Linked DNA regions of Sus scrofa: region 1 is linked to region 2. A link is a contact called in public HiChIP or PLAC-seq data. All regions are on one chromosome and are shown on one strand. The core of a region is the stretch at or near the end of the contact, and the rest is flanking DNA. Distances in the headings are between cores, read along the strand shown. Region 1 holds the start of LRRC18 (leucine-rich repeat-containing protein 18). Region 2 holds the start of ARHGAP22 (rho GTPase-activating protein 22).

The links. HiChIP or PLAC-seq counts read pairs in DNA pulled down with a chosen protein or histone mark.
Region 1: a contact with region 2 is called in an H3K27ac HiChIP or PLAC-seq map of alveolar macrophages. The contact joins the promoter of LRRC18 here to the promoter of ARHGAP22 in region 2. A contact is called at or near these places in 1 of 5 promoter capture datasets (liver) and 1 of 2 datasets of contacts at active chromatin or transcription factors (alveolar macrophages).

Annotation. Positions count from the first base shown.
Region 1 is chr14:89,587,729-89,590,883 of Sscrofa11.1, reverse strand. It overlaps LRRC18 (leucine-rich repeat-containing protein 18), which reads left to right and starts at 1,405. Exons shown (of 4, transcript XM_021073023.1): 1 at 1,405-2,519. All of the region lies in intron 50 of WDFY4 (WD repeat- and FYVE domain-containing protein 4), which reads right to left.
Region 2 is chr14:89,329,503-89,332,903 of Sscrofa11.1, reverse strand. It overlaps ARHGAP22 (rho GTPase-activating protein 22), which reads left to right and starts at 1,516. Exons shown (of 11, transcript XM_021073072.1): 1 at 1,516-1,746.

The DNA.
Region 1 (3,155 bases), core at 156-2,655, 260 kb before region 2:
GAAGGTGGCCTAGCACAGTGGGCCCACAGAGGACACCTTACCAGCCTCACCCCCACCCAAACAGGTGTCTAAACTCCTCTGGATAACTTCCAGAGATGGGACACTATCTTCAACCAGGACTCTGCATGTGGTCAAGAGTTAGGCTGGGTTCAAATTCTTCCTTGTTTTGAGGGGTGATTTTTATTCATGCTGTTTCATTTTTAATCAAATCTATGTTTTTCCCTCCTTAAAAGCAAATCTGGGTTGGCCTAGTTTTCAAATCTAGGTTGTAGGTCAAGAGAAATCCATGAATAGACAGGCATGTTTGCAAACCAGAGATTTCTTCCTGTGTTGACAGAATATGAGACTTTCTACTATAACTTCCTGTCTTTATTTCTCTAACATGTAGAAATCTTGCAGAAAAACAATAATTGTCTAATGCATTACAAACTACAAAGACTTTTTGTCTATTGTCTAATTTTCACAAAGATCTGATGAAGTAGCTATTATCTCCATCTTCAGATGTGGAAATGGAGGTGGGCTAAGAGGTGGCATGCAAACTAGGGAAGTACACGAGGGTATGCATGAGCCACAAGGCCTAGGGCAGGGCAGGCACCGTGAATGCCCAGCACACTGGGCTGTGCAGAGCATCTGCTGGACCACACCTTGACCCCAGACCTTGACTATGAAAACAAATGCTTTCCTCCGAAGAAGAAAAGAAAACAAAAACAAATTAAAAAAAAAATAACAAAAATCCTTGTTATGGCTGGATTGGACGGCGATTACCTGACAAATGGGTAATTTGTGTATATTTGGAGTTAAAAATGAACATTAGCAAAATTGCCAAATTATTATTGCACACCCATGCCACAAACCTGATACTGTAGATGCATGAAATTCTGGAGGTTTATACATGAAGCTACCTCTAAATGCTGAAAATAGTGGCTTTTATTTTTATAATGTTTGACATATCTACATTTTAAAATGTGTTTATTTTCTCATGTATTTCCTCCCTTAAAATATTTATTGTATTATTTTTTGCTTATCTGTGTTTTAAGATTTCATATTACTTATTTTTTAATTTAAATTAGGTACTTTTTGAATATTCTAATTAGAAATACACTAAGTTGTAGGATTTCAGGTAATTTTTAATTTTCTTTTTACCTTTATTTGATCATTATTTTAAATCTATTGTCTAAATTAAAAGATCTCTTTTATTTAGTTTTGGATTGAATAGAACAGCGGTGGTATTCACATATTTAAAATTTTTATAGTTAACTCTATTTCTAATTTAATGATTTATTACATTTTATTTTTTTTATTACTATTATTATTTTGTCTTTTTTGGGCCACACCCAAGGCATACGGAGGTTCCGAGGGTAGGGGTCAAATCGGAGCTGTAGCTGCTGGCCTATAACACAGCTCATGGCAATGCTGGATCCTCAACCCACTGACCGAGGCCAGGGATCGAACCTGCATCCTCTTGGATGCTAGTCAGATTTGCTTCCACTGAGTCATGATAGGAACTCCTCATTTTTATTTCTTAATCTTTCTTATTTTGCTCTTTTGTACTTTCCCAAATTTTTATCACTTGGGTTCATTTTGCATTTTAAATCATTTATTTACTAATCATTTTATTTATCTTTAAATTTGACCTGGGTAGTACAATTTAGAGTGTTTTTATATTTTTATTTCTATATATGAATCTTCTAACTTTTCTACAATGTTATTTTATTTTTTGCATAATCTTAATGTTTAACCTTTTTGTCAAATTTCTCGTTTCTGGGAATTTAATGTAAGGGAAAAGAAACTGAAAACAACAACAACAACAAATAAGTGCCCCGATACATTCATTTCAGCCTTATTCACGATAGTACCAAACTGGAAAAACAAAGTCCCCATGATTCGGTATTGCGCATTCATTAAAAATGTCGGGTTCAGAAAGTACATGTCGGCATTGAATGACATCGTATCAGCTAAGAAAAAATGATTCTAGAATGTCTGATTTTCATGAACATTGTAGTCACTCTGATCTAATAGTGAAAAGGGGGTATAAAGAGAAAACTGCAAGAAATAATTAAATTCAAATAAACAGATAAAAAGCCAGCTCTCTCAACAACTAAAGAGCAGGAAGAAGTACTGGGGCAAGCTACAAGGAAGTCGAACATATTTCATGGAACTCAATGCCACAGCAGGAGTTTGTCCATTCAAAGAGCAAACGTGGCCTTTCCCCTCTGTTAGCAACGTCCTCTTCCGGCGGCGGTCACCGGGGAAAGCATGCAGCCTGGTGCTGTAATCCCCAGGGCACTGCTGGGGGAGGCCAGGAGGAAGCCCATTGTGAGTCTCAGGGACCCCAGGGACCTCTGCGTGGTCAGCAAGCCGGGCCTGCTGGGTGTCTGGGTGTCCTGGAGACCCTTTCAGCACTGGGTTCTCTCACCTTACAGGCTGGCATCGAGATTATGCTAATGAACTCCAGGTCCCAAGTCTTGTTGCCTGGTGACAAAGTTTCACAGTTGAGGAGGAAGACCTGGGAGGAACGGGTAAGTTTTCCTCTGGTTGCATTTATTTTAACTCTGCCAAACTCCAACCTCTTCAAACTCTCTTCTCTCTTCCCCTTTGAGTAAGCGACTTTGGAAATGCCAGTTCTCCTGGTGTGTTTTATTTACAAACCCCAGACGCCAGCTAATTCATTATTTAGGAAAGGAGCAAGCTGGCTGTGAGCCCCAGGCAGGAAGGGCAGCTAGCTGGGGACCCAGCTGAGTGTTCTGGGGCCTCTGGGCCACCGGTAAGCTTGGGAGGTTAGTGTGGGAGTCCAGGAGACTTTGGGGTCAAAAGTCTGCAACTCCTTGAGCTTTGTTTGCTGCTCTACAAGCAGGTAGAGCCTAGCGTTTAAACTGCTTCTTCACCCACCCAGTTACCCCTATAAGGAAACTGTAGTGCTCATTCAGTCAGGAGGCTGGAGCCTTTGTAGGTAACCTCAGCAGACCTCACTTGATCACCACTGACTATGCTGGGGTTTGGAGCACAGTCTGTCTTTTGAGAAGTCTGGAGGCAAACCCTTTCTACAAGGGATCCAGGTCATGGAACCCACTAACAAGTGGTTGAGTCTTAGGCTAGGCTGGGTCTTGCAAGGAGGGACTCTTTATGGAATTCACTCATGTCCCTATTTACATGAC
Region 2 (3,401 bases), core at 267-2,766:
TAACAACTGGAAAAACAAAACAACTTTGCTACGTAAAAACAAAAAGTCCCCCTAAGAATTCTTCATTAAATGCAATTTACAATATGGTTCTGACTGAGCTTGTGACGGCTAGGGTTCAATGGCTCATTGAACAGAGGTCTCTAGAGGGTTGTTGTGTGACCACCCTGATTTCTGGGGGCTTCTAAAGCCCTCAGAACCGCTACACAGAACCCTGATTTTATGGAAGCCAGTGAGCTCACTGATGGTGCCCAATTCCTGGTGAGGGTTGTGGGTCACCACCCAGTCACCCCACCACCAAAACTCTCCCAAGAGGAAGCCCCATGTGGGCTGCTGGCTCCCCTGGAGACCCACTCTACCAGAGCCCTAAGTGCCACACATGAAAGAAATTCTCTGCCAGATTCTCTGCCACCTGCTGCCAATTGGGTTTTAAATACGGACAGCGACTCTGGCACTAAAATCACCTGAGAGTGTTTGAGTATAAAACCTTCTAAAATGGTCTTATTTTTAAATTTATCACATTAAATTAAATTGCACAATTTATTAGACTGTGCAGGAATCCCAGTTTGAGAACCAAATACTGCCCTAATTAAAGCTGCTGCTGCTGATGGAGGAAACGAGCCCTTTCTAGATCCCTGTTAAGTGCCACTGGCTGCATCGGGGTGTGAGGACCAGAGCTGAGCACTTAGCTGAGTTCTTTGCATGACTTACCTCACAACAGACCCTGGAGTCAGCAGCATTATTCTCATTTTACAGATGGGGAATGGAGTGCAGGGACACAGTGCAACTTACCCAGGGGCTCAGCTAAGAAGTGTCCATGACAGGACTCAAATTCAACTTTGCTTGACTCTAATGCCCTTATTCTTTCCACACCAGCTCCACCACCTCCCCCAGCAGGTCTGAACAGAGAGTTAGCCCTCCTCCATTCAAGCACAGAGAAGGCCTAGTTTGCTGATTGCCAACTCAATTCCCAGTAGGAGGGTCCAAGAGCAGGACGCTACACCTGGCTCTTCAGAAAGCCCTGAGTTCTGTCCTTGCAGCAGGACCTGTACCAGCAACTCCTCTCCACCCAGGTCCACCCTGCCTCACTCCCAGGAGCCTCCAGGGGCCAGTGGGAGGTTACCGCATACTTAGGGTGGGTGATCACCTGCCTCTGCCATCACCACCTTCCTGAGGCTGGCCTGACCGAGCTTCTACCCCAGCCCTGGCTCTGCCCAGATGCCGAATCAGGCTTTCCAAGGCTACCAGGCCATAGCCGGCCTCCCCTGCATTCATCAGGGAGGAACAAGAGTGGGGCCATTCTGAGTCCAGGTGAAGAGGAGACCGGCCCACCCTTGGAGAGAGGGCTCTCTGTCCACCAGAGCTCCACTGAGAGGCAGATCATGGAGGGCCATCTGCCTGCTTCCCTCCTTGGCCTTGGCTTTCGAATCAACTGGCCTTTATTTCAAATCGCAGGGATGTCGCTTGTAATCCGTCACCTTGGAAAACGCACTGAACCTTTCTGATCTCTTTCCCTATCCACAGAATGGGGGAGATTTTGGTGATGCTGGAACTTTGGGAAGTGGTTCAGCTCCTCCCTCCGCAACCTGAGGGCTCCTCCCCTGCTAATGACTTCTCCAGCCCCAACTTCCTCCCGGTACTCAAGACAGAACTGAGCAGCGCAGCACGGAGTCCAGCTTCTCAGAGGAAGACTGTGTAGGAAGCCCCAGGAATCCCGTACACCTGCGAGCAGCCCATGGCCCGGAGAAGGTGAGGCTGCAGATCAGGGTGGGGCGATTTGGGGCTTGGGGGGTCCTGAGGCAGGGAGGAATGCGTACAGAGCTGGGGCTGTGAAGGAGGCAATTGTCCAGGGGCGTGGGAGACAGTGCCGGCTTGTGCCCACCAGGGGGCGCTCTGCACCAAGTCAAACTCCAGGCCTGCCGCCGCGAGCCGCCCAGCCCCAGCCCTTTCTGGCAGAGGTCAGCCTCACTGGGGAAACATTTCTTGAGCAGAGTCTGCGGCAGCCTCTTAGCAGGCCAAGAACGGCCATCAACGCACCATCCCCGGAGGCACCGAGGAGCCAGGGAGCCTGGACCTGATTGATAATGTTCCGCCTGGGCAGCTTCCTCCTAGTCCTGCCCGCTGGTCACATGGGGGCTGGGGGCAGGGCCAGGACCGGCAGGGCCCAGGGGGTGAGAAGAGGGGGCAGGGAGCCCAAGGTGCTCCCTCCAGCCAGTGCCCTGAAGAGGGATCCCCAGGCAGGTTCTGTGCAGCGGAAATGGAGGTGTCCGGCTCCTCCGTACCAGGTGAGCAGACCCTAGGCCGGGCAACACGCAGGAGGCTTTTCTGGAAGTCTGGGCGCCCCCCCCTGTCTGCCAGGGCCCAGGTGTCCACTAGGTGATGGGGTGCTCTTTACCCAGTGCCCACACACGCTGGAAGCCAGGGGGCCCTGTGGGAGATGTATGAGGAGCCTTAAGGTGAACACATGGCTAGGCCAGTCCAGGACAACCGGGACCATCTGTCCAAGTTTGAAGAATGGGGCTGCAGAGAATGCCAGAGCAATCTGGGTTCGAATCCCCCCCCCCACCTGCACCGTGTTACACCGTGTGGCTTAGGATGACTCGCACAGTTCCACTGAAATAGTCACCTCTGGGTTAATTTGAATCAGGTTAATGTGTGTGGTCCACAGTGGGTGCCTGTTAAGTACTTGCTGTTGATATTAACAATACCTGTGGGTGCCTATTAAGTGCTTTCTAGCTGTTGATATTGATAATGCCTGTGAGTGAGGTGATGCCCAGGTACAGGGCTCTAGAAGGACCTGGTGTTCCCGCACCTACTCCCACGGTGAGCCCGTTTGCTGGGGCCGGTGCCAACTAGAACTGCTCCTGGCTGAGTCATCCCCAGCTGGCTCTCCATGGCAGGTCCAGGAGCTGTGCCCCTTCTGTGCTGAACTTAGCCAGGTTGTGGCCTGCTGTTGAACACCACTGATGAGGAAGGTGGGTGAGGGGCAGGCAAGGGCTGGGGTGGGTGATGGGAGCACAGTTCTCATACTCCTCTGCCCCTAGGTCACTCTCCCCAGCTGGAGAGCAGAGCCCACCATACCTGCCCTTCCAGCCATGTTTTCCCCAAAGCAGATGCCCATCCCCCAGGGCCTTGTCATCCCAGCTGCAGGCTGAGGTCAGCAAAACTCACTCCACCAACCAGAGCCCTCCTGGTACAATCATGCCCCTCCCCCACCCCCACAGACATATATATACCACCACCATCCCTGCATGATGCAGGTGGGCCGTGAGGGGCAAGGACCTGCACAGGGCACAGGCAGGACAGCAGCCCCGCTCACTGTCTCCCAGGGAGACCTCTGTTCTGTGATAGCAGAGCTGAGATTGGGTCCTAGACCTGCCCAGGTTCGGAAAGAAGTAAAGTCA